2 separate regions of the Mus musculus genome follow, and region 1 is linked to region 2. The links are chromatin contacts, called in public promoter capture Hi-C maps. All regions are on one chromosome and are shown on one strand. Each heading gives the region's core, a stretch centred on a gene start, on an enhancer-like site or on the middle of the called end of the contact. The rest is flanking DNA. Distances are from core to core; before and after follow the strand shown. Region 1 holds the start of Pgpep1l (pyroglutamyl-peptidase I-like). Region 2 overlaps Ttc23 (tetratricopeptide repeat domain 23).

Region 1 (4,382 bases), core at 1,060-3,559, 590 kb after region 2:
ATTGAAGATGTCAGCATCAGGCAACCCTAGTGAGATTTGCAAGGAGTTCTCTTTCTTTACAATTTCTTCTTGATCTATATTTCTAAAATGAAAAATGTGTGGCCTCCTCCTGGGGGAGGCTAGCATGTCAGACTGAGAGGAGGGGAGCCTCATCTCAGCTTGGGCTGCAGGTAGGGTTGAGCATCGTCCTGATCAGTTTTATCTGGAGTATGACTGAGGGTTTGAGTCCCTCACCTGACTCTCAGCGCATACTTCTCAGTTGCCACACTTTCCAGTCTGTAAAAGATCAGGATGCTACATCAAGTCGCTGGACCCCAGGGCCTCTAGAGTAGGTAGCAGCACTGGAGAGGGGATCCAGCTGTGCCTGGCAACTGCTGAGTGTATTGGTCGTGGCCCATCATCAGGATTGGTTCCTAGGGAGAAAAACTTCAGGGGACAGAAAGCTTTTCAACAGAATGGCCCACCATCTCAGGACTACCATCTGGCTTTGACTGATAGGATACACAGTCTTGCAGCTGCTGTGGGAACCTGCAGCTCTAAAGAACGGCTTAGAAAATGTTGAGATTAAGTAGAAAGACCGAGAAGCCAGCTTCCTCTAGGATCATTAAAAACCCATCAACACACATTTCACACACTTTAGAACCACATTCAGCTTTGAGGAAACTACATCCTTGTTTGTTTTAAATTAGGAAAGACAACTCCGGGAGCAAGGTTAGAAGGTCTTGTTTTGCTGGGCTAAGCCTCATTCCCCATCAAGACTGCCTTGGAATAGAGTTGGGTAGTCAGCCAGAAAATGTGGTAGAATCATCGAACCCTGGGGAGGACTGCAGGTTCGCCTGGTCTCTCATTTTACTGTTGGTCCCAGCCAACACCTTAATCTAAAGGCTGTTTGTTAGAATCCTTGCATTTCACCATCTGTCTACATACCAGTTGTCAAGACAAGATTTACACAACTAGGGGCTCCAATAAAATGAAGAGTCTGTCCTCCGGCAAACTCAAAACATTACTAATAAAGGCAGGCCACACTCTGGGATCCAGTGGGCATTTCCCAATGGCGCCTGACTCCCAGCAACTGCTGGCTGATGAGAGAAATGTAGGGAAAGACGTGAGTCCAAGAGGGGGCAGCACATTTCCATGCCCATATTTCATTTGAGACAGGCACTGCTTTTACCAAGAGTATGGTTTCCTGAGGACGTCAAATGTAATTTGAGCCATTCCATCTCTGGACCCGAAATAAAAAAAAAAAAAAAAAAAACAAATCAGAAGTGCAAGGGAATAAGAGTGTCTCAAAAGAATGCTCTTTTCTTTTCTTTTTTTTTTTTTTCCTTCCTCCTTTTGGAAGGCTGATAGTATGAATCACTGTCCGAAAGTATTTATCAAAGAAGCTTTCAATTAGGACAGGTGACAGGAATCCTTTGTTTCCCTTTATCGAATACAAGTTGGAAAACTTGAAATGTGCCAAATGTGTCTAACTAAAAATAAATAAAGCGCTTTGGTGTCTGACTAAAAATAAGAGCATCGTGAGGAAAGAGTAAGCCCATAGGGACCAGCTGTGACAATGACAGGTGCCTGTGGCTGGGGTGACTTCAGATGTGCGGCTGAGATGGAGGACAGAGCAGCCACCATTCCTTCCAGGCTGACCTTTTGGGGTTCAGAGGCATCAACCAGTGTGTGTGTGTGTGTGTGTGTGTGTGTGTGTGTGTGTTCAGTGGCATCCACAACCAGTGTGTGTGTTGGTTATTTCAGTGTTTCCATAGTAGCAAAAGCACCATGGGGGTTGGCGACTGCAGTCTCCATCAAGGCCTGGTCCTTTAAAAAGGATGGTATGAGGCCCTGTGATGGTTAATTCTGTCTAAATCTGCAATTCGATGGTCTCCACTGGGTCCTAGGCTTAGGGACAGCAGGTGGTAGCCTGGGCTCCTCCCCAAGGGGCTGAAGGACAAACAAGGTCTGAGAGAACCTAAGCCACAAGTGGGCACCTCCGTGCATGGCACTCAAGTTATTTGTGGCGAAGGGGCTCAGAGGCAGGAAAGCCTGTGTTTTTTTTTAATAGGGCTGAGCAGGAAGTCAGCTTCCATCTGGAATTCCTACCAACACCAGTTGCCACCCGTGTTCCCCTGGGAGAGCTGTTTACAAGCAGAGTCGAGCAAGTGCGCATTCCAGGCCCCAGCAGAAAGCAGCCAAAACCAAAACCCGGAACGCAGGGAAACTTGGGCTTACCGGTCACCACCACGCAGCGGGACTGCGAATCCATGAGACCCGGCTGCGCTAGGCTGGTCCAGCCGAGATCCAGGATGGAAAAGACCACGTGGGGAGTGTGGAAAGGCCACGCCCCTCGGGAGCAGAACTGGCGGCCTTTGGACACTCGAGGGTCATAGCGCCGCCAGAACTAATATGGACTCAGCTTAGTTGGTTCCGTAGGATACATGACATCATGGTGCTCGACCCTATAGCAACCAACTGTCCCAAGACTGTGGGGTTACTAGGACCCACCACTGAAATCGCTCAAGCTAGGACCGCGCGGGTCACCCTCTCTGTTTTTTGCACCTATCTTCTTGATTACCTTGATTTTTTTTTCCTTTTTCCTTTTTTTTTTTTTTTCTCGGTAGAACCCCCTGCTGCCTGGAGTATTGCCCTGTGTTTGGAAAGTGTGACTTGGCTTATGATTGTTCTTGAATTCTGCAAAGCGTTTAAACAAGCAACCAAACTCGCAGCAAACACTCACTGGAAGCTGACTGTAGGCGGTGCTTGCAAGCACCTGCTGCCTAGACCCAGTGGGTCCACCGTCAAATTTCTGTTTTCTTGTTCTGCGGAGTGGGGCTCACCCCCGCCCGCTTAGACGGAGCATACTGCCTCCCACGCATGTCCCCAGCTGCATCTGCCTGGAGCGACAGGGTCTCACCAGCTGGCTGATGTCTGCTGGCTTCAGACTGGCTCATCCTGTCTGCGAAGTGCTTCCTACTGCGTTCCCTGGCAAAAAAATGCCATCCGATGTCACCCACGGTCTTGGCATTTCTCTGAGTTAGTTGAGCTCTTAAAATCTGTCAGAGAAACAATGACGGGAAACCTTACTTTTGGGACAGTTCACCTATTGATGCAGCCTGCTGGCTTTTCAAAAATACTTAAGTTTTGTTTTTGTTTTTTTGTTTGTTGTTGATATATATATATATATATATATATATATATAAAACAACAACAACTCTCTCTCTCTTATGAGAGAGAGAGAGAGAGAGAGAGAGAGAGAGAGAGAGAGAGAGAGAGAGAGAGAGAGAGAGAGAGAGAAATAAAACTCGGGGCTGGAGAGATGGCTCAGCGGTTAAGAGCACTGACTGCTCTTCCAAAGATCCTGAGTTCAAATCCCAGCAACCACATGGTGGCTCAAAACCATCTGTAATGAGATCTGAAGCCCTCTTCTGGAGTGTCTGAAGACAGCTATAGTGTACTTATACGTAATAATAAATAAATAAATCTTTAGAGAGAGAGAGAGAGAGAGAGAAATAAAACATACTTCTCTCTCCCCATCCGGGTGAGGCAGGGAAGCAGCCACGGGTGATCTGATGAGCCCCAGTAGTTGTTAACTACTTAATTGGCCGCGTGAGACATTCCCTTTAATTGGCCCTGGAGGTGGGGTCCTGGCTTCTTTTGTTTTGAGAAAGCCAGCTCTATCCCTCCCTGCCACCCACGCATCCACCCCGCCCCCCAGGCTGAGACCCGACTAGATTCTAGAGGAACTCAGGGGCTTTGTACTGGACCTGGTTGCAGGTGGGGTGGGAAAGAGGGGGTGTCTTGGTCCTAGTTTCTCACATTCCTGTGGGCATTTGTAGACATTTGTCCAACACCCTATCCTGAGCTGTCCCTCCCTGCTTGGTGGCCTTTTCACATTTCTGTTAGGAGGGATTTGCTCCTTCCCTGCCACAGTTAAAGCAGATGACAGACGCAATGTCCCTGTTTGCAAAGGTGGTGGCTGGTGGTGCTGAGGCTTACCAGTGCTCAGGAGGCAGAGGCAGGCAGATCTTTGAGAGTTCGAGGCCAGCCCTTGTCTACAGAGAAAGTTCCAGGGTAGTCAGGGCTACACAGAGAAACCCTGTCTCAAAAAAGATGAACAAATGCCACAATATCATGCGACCCTGTTTACGAATGTTTACTACTATGCTGAGAGAAAGCAGTCCCTTAAGGGCAGTTACCAGTTGTGTCAGTTGTGAACAATACCACTCTATACTCTCTTGACAATGGAGCTATAATCTCTTGCAGCTGTTATTATTATTATCATTATTATTATCATTTAGAACAGGTTGTGTGTGGCACAAGCTAGCCCCGAACACTTGGGCTTTTGCGATACTTCTGTTCCACCTCTCACAGACAATCTGGGATCATGGGTATGT
Region 2 (4,919 bases), core at 2,329-4,828:
CTATAGAGACTGTAGTTATGTTATGCCAAAAGAACTCTTTAATATCGTGATTGTAAATGGGTGAGCAGAGGACTCAGCATTTTCAGTATTTCCTTTACATTGCAGTCACTCAGCCAGGATTACAATTCCTGAATATCTCACTTCCTACCCAGAATGCTATAGTTCTTGCATTCCATTTGTGTTTCGATAATTACTGATATTTTACATCTGATACTGGGGTTATTTCAAAGCTGTTCAGCTCGTTCTGCTTATTTTATTTCTAGACAGGCCGTCTGGGGAGATGGTTTTTGTCTTGAATACTTGATATAAAACAATTGTCTGGTTGTTCTAGTCAGGGTGCCATTCCATACGTCCCAGATCTGTGTCTGTGTGTGTTATGGGACAGCATATGTTACATGCCAGGCTTCCCAGGCACGGAGGCTCGCCTTCCTGCCAGCGGCGATGAAAGAGAAACTGACCCTTCTGTTCCTCTGTCCATAGGGTTGTCACTACAAGCAAAGCAGCATGCAGAGAAAGCCAAGGAGATCCTGGCCAACTCCATCGAGAGTCCCTGTCACAACAAAACAGATATCTTCAAGTGTTCCCTGGAGCTTTTCTATACCCTGGGGAGAGCGCTGCTCTCCCTTCAAAAGTATCCTTTCCCTCTAGTCACAAGCAGAATGCACTGACCCTGTGAGTCTTAGAGTTAATTCTCAAAGCCAAGCAAAACGTTGCTAGGTGATTCAGGAATCATAAGGAAGTATTGTATGAGGAAGAAGAAGAAGAAAAAAAAAAATCCAGGATATGGTGTCCCACAACCTAGAATAGGCAAGACTTTTCCTGAACCTATTTCAGATTTAAAGACGCCTCAGAGAACTTGATAAAAGCAGAGAGACTTTCCAAGGAGATGCTGCAATGTGGGAACATTGTAAAGGAAGAGTGGATAGAAATCCAGTCTCGAATCAAGCTGTCGTTTGCACAGTAAGTCTCTGGTTTAAAACTTGTATGCATGGTGACTGGAGGCTCCTAGGCTGTGTCTATTGGCTTCTCCCAAGGCCACTGTCCAATAAGGAAGAGCACCACTGTCATATCAGAGCAGCCCCAGCCAAGACAGACGCAGTGACTCTTGTCGCTTGATGTGGAGTACACTCATATCCCTGCCATCCACCCCTCACCGCCATAGCCTCAGAGACCCTTACATCATCCCCCTGACTTACGTCATTCCTGCCTGCTCTGTCCATCCCCACTGCCTCTCACCCTTCTCTTCCCCTCTCCTCCCCTTCCACCGCATCATCGCCATCCATCCCAGGAAGCTTTGCTGACACAGAGGAGAGTTTTTCTGAGGTTCCACCCCTGGGATGGGACACCTAGGTTACAGGAGAGCAGCACACTGCACGTTCCCCATTGCTGCACACAGCTCTGCCTCTCGCAGGATGGATGGGGTCCTATCTTGTTACAGCCAACAGTGTTTGGCACTGTAACTCTTTTCTAATTAGCTGCCCTGAATTAAGTACCCAATTATTTTTAAATTCCATTTACTTTCCTTATCAAATTAATTGAATACTGCTGCATACTTGTGAGCCATTTGGGATTCTCCTTCTACAAATAGGGTGTTAAGTTCTATCTTATTCTTCTTTTGGACTTCTCTGTGCTTTTCCTACTAATAATTGAGATTTTCTTATGTGTTCTGCATGTGAATTATGTCACTTATATTTTCTTTTATCTATTGCCCTTAATTTTGTCTATGGTATTCTTCATAACCTAGGAATTCTTCATTTTACCAGAGTCATAGTCATTCATTTCTTTCCCTTTTGATTTATACCTTGGGATTTTGTCTAGCACCCAAATATCAATGAGTCTCCATAGCTTCCCTCTACCTCCTATGTTTTAAGATTAAAGAAAGAGTGTGTATATGTGTGAGTTTGTGCACATGAGTGCAGTACCTAGAGAGGCCAGAAGGGGGTGTCAGTCCCTGGCTCTGGAGTTAAGGTGATTGTGATCCACCTGGTGTGGGGTCCTCTGCAGGAGCAGCACCTGCTGTTGAACAGTGCAGCACCTTCCACCTCTGCCTCAAGTGTTCACCACCTTGTCACTGACTGCATTGAGTGTTTCATAGCTTAGCTCAGAAACGCCACTTTGGTCCAGAGCCAATAGAAATGAGGGGGTTTCATCTACGGATGTGTGTGATTTTTTTTTTTTTCCAAGCTGTTCCAGCTGTGGCATCGTGGGTGGAAGCACATCTGCCCAAGTGCCTGTGAAATAGATGTGTCTTCTTTAGTGAGCCGTCCCACTCTCAGCCTTTATGAATATTCCCCAGGGACACAGAAGAAACTGTGTTCTTTATTTTGTGTGTTTAATGACCTAATGAGTCTGTATTATGTTGAAATTATTAATTTCTGATATTTACATGTACATCTTAAGTTTTTCTTTTATTTCTTTTTTGTTCTTTGTTTTTTGAGACAGGGTTTCTCTGTGTAGCATTGGCTATCCTGGAACTCACTCTGTTGACCAGGCTGGCCTCAGACTCAGAGATCCACCTGCCTCTGCCTCCTGAGTGGTGGGGTTAAAAACATGGACCACCATGTCAGACACATCTCTAAATTTTTGTCAAGTTGCTATATTAGTGTTTAGATGAATGTATTTAGACCCCCAAGTACAATCAGTGTTCTGTCTATGAGTAGTTTTTCCATCTTAATGTATATTTTGAGGTTGTTTTGCTAGAGGTACTGGGGGAGAGCCCGAAACAACATTCCCCCATACTCTTCCATTCTTGTAATTACGGTACATTTTTTTTTTTTGTCTCTGTCCAAATTTTGTTTGTGTTGCTGTGATGACATTTACCCTGACCAATAGCAAGGGCTTACAATCCATCACACAGACCGTTAGTGTGGAAGTCAAAGCAAAAACTCAAAATGTCACATCCACAGTCAAGAGCAGAAAGACACCAGATGCCTGAACACTCTGAGAGGTGCAGTTTCATCAGTCATCAGGGAAGTGGGAGCTAAAATAGTAAGGTATGACACAGTCCCACTAAAGGGCCTAAACCTTTCAAAAGACCAATGGTGCCAAACGTTGGCAAGGATGTGGCACACAGAGATGCCTTCTTCGTAGCTGATTGGGTGTATTTGATGGGATTCTTTAGAAAACCATTTAGCATCATCTCCTAAGTATGAACATCTTCATACCCTTTGACCCAACAGTATCATTGTAATATATGCTTGGCGGGAATCTCTGCCTGTTTGTTCATCAGAACACACATCCGAGTGTGCTCCCAGCTTCCTTATTCAATAGCCAAGAGCTAAGAACAGCCCAGATATCTTCAGAGGGAGGCTAAAAATCTGTGATCTGTTCAAATAAAAGGATGATTGTCAAGCTGTGTGTTACATAACCTCATGTCTGACTCTCACAAACACAGAATTCAGTTGAAGAAGCCAGACAAATGGAAGGGGAACAGCCATTCTTTGGTGTTGGGGAGGGCTAACCCACTCGGAACCTTTTCCTGCTCAGAATAAGCTGCTTTTCTATCTCACTGCGCAGGAGGCATACAGATCTGCTTGCATCTGTTGACACCTGACCAATGTGTCAGTTCTTAGTGTTGAGCTCTGTTGCTACAAAACACTCACGTATCCTGTGCCAGAATCTGGCGCCGCCTTCACAGTGCTTGCCACATCGCAATACCAAGCTTCGACAGCAGGGGGCGAACACTGTCCACATCTGTGTCAGATAAGCGGCAAGAATTTGAAGTTCCAGTTAACCTCTGTGGAAATACTTTGGGGCATAATAGAGTTATTTCCAATGTTGCCACGTACTTCCATTCTGATTCTTCCCCCTGACATTTTATATAGAACTCACAGTTTTAAGATGCATGCTTTTCATTACATCTCTTTGCTTTGTGTTTTTGTGGAAACAGGAATATTTTATCCAAACTGGCTCACTTTACAAAGAAATAAGGCTTTGGTTTTGAACGGCGTGGCGTTTTCTTTCCTTCGTGAGTCTTGGGGATGGAAGGCCAGGCAAAGGTCTCAGGCAGCCTTTGAATTTCTGCCCCTCTTAAAAGGACATCTTTTAGTGTGTCCTCTCCTCCTGCTTCTCCTTTTATGGTGCCCACCAGGCTGGCCTGACACACATAGCGAGGGCTGCGAAATGACTCGGGCTCAGGCTTCCACTGCTGCAGGAGGCCTGGACATTCTCCCCCACGCCCCACGCCTCCGTCCCCTTGTCCCATCCCCTCCTCTGTCATAGCACCACGGAATTCACTAACGACTTACTAACCTACCTGAGTGTCAAAGTGTTCCTGAGTTGTCTCTGTTAAATTGTCACCAGCAAAGCCAGGAAAACTTCCCCCCTTCCTCATTCTTGTGTTCTATCCTGGGAACTTGCACGTAGATCCAGAGATGACTAGTTACATAGGTGCATGTTCATGCATGTGCACACACACACATGCATGCACGATAACAAGGTGCCATGGCCGATGGTGATGTACTGATGGTCTGTTGCTGCTCCACAGTATGTGATCTGTCCCCAGCTTTCTCTGTGACCATGTGACATCATGTTTGGAGTCTTCCCCAGCTTGCCCCACAAGCACCTGGCCTCGCCCAGCTGTGCTGAACTAGCCCAGGAATGAGCAAACGCTCTTTTTTTTTTCCCCTGGAGCATCAAGAGGACGGCCTGCCAAGTGTTTCCAAGCATCGTGACATGGTGTGATGAACACTGTGGGCTGTGAGTCAGCTCCCTGGGTTCAAGTAGGGGTTCATTCAGACCACCCCACAGGGAGAGTGGGGGCAAAATCCCTGCTTCCTGTAGTTCACTCTCCTCTCTAGCCAGCATATGAAGGATAGGACCTTAGCACAGCTCTGAGGGTTAAATGAACGCCAGGTTCAAGCTTCTTATGAGTGGGGTGGGGAGGGGAGGGGAGGGGAGCGGAGGGGAGGGGAGGGGAG

The links. Promoter capture Hi-C pulls out the DNA fragments that hold promoters and counts their contacts.
Region 1: a contact with region 2 is called in a promoter capture Hi-C map of hippocampal neurons, with 4 times the contacts expected there. The contact joins the promoter of Pgpep1l here to the enhancer-like site in region 2. A contact is called at or near these places in 11 of 39 promoter capture datasets (the 3T3-L1 cell line, 3T3-L1-derived adipocytes, the HPC-7 cell line and 6 more), 2 of 484 Hi-C or Micro-C datasets (both in liver) and 3 of 9 other capture datasets (adipose tissue, liver and pancreatic islet).

The regions. Positions count from the first base shown.
Region 1 is chr7:68,261,924-68,266,305 of GRCm38.p6, forward strand. Pgpep1l (pyroglutamyl-peptidase I-like) reads right to left here and starts at 2,310. Exons shown (of 4, transcript NM_030101.1): 1 at 2,221-2,310.
Region 2 is chr7:67,669,218-67,674,136 of GRCm38.p6, forward strand. It overlaps Ttc23 (tetratricopeptide repeat domain 23), which reads left to right. Exons shown (of 11, transcript NM_001168475.1): 4 at 481-631; 5 at 835-960. Among named protein-coding and RNA genes, the nearest start is that of Ttc23, 24 kb to the left of the region's middle. Within about 2 kb of position 3,579, at least 55 of the 459 cell types and tissues checked have an H3K27ac peak or open chromatin away from gene starts, as enhancers often do. A contact at or near this core is called in adipose tissue and hippocampal neurons, where this site is marked.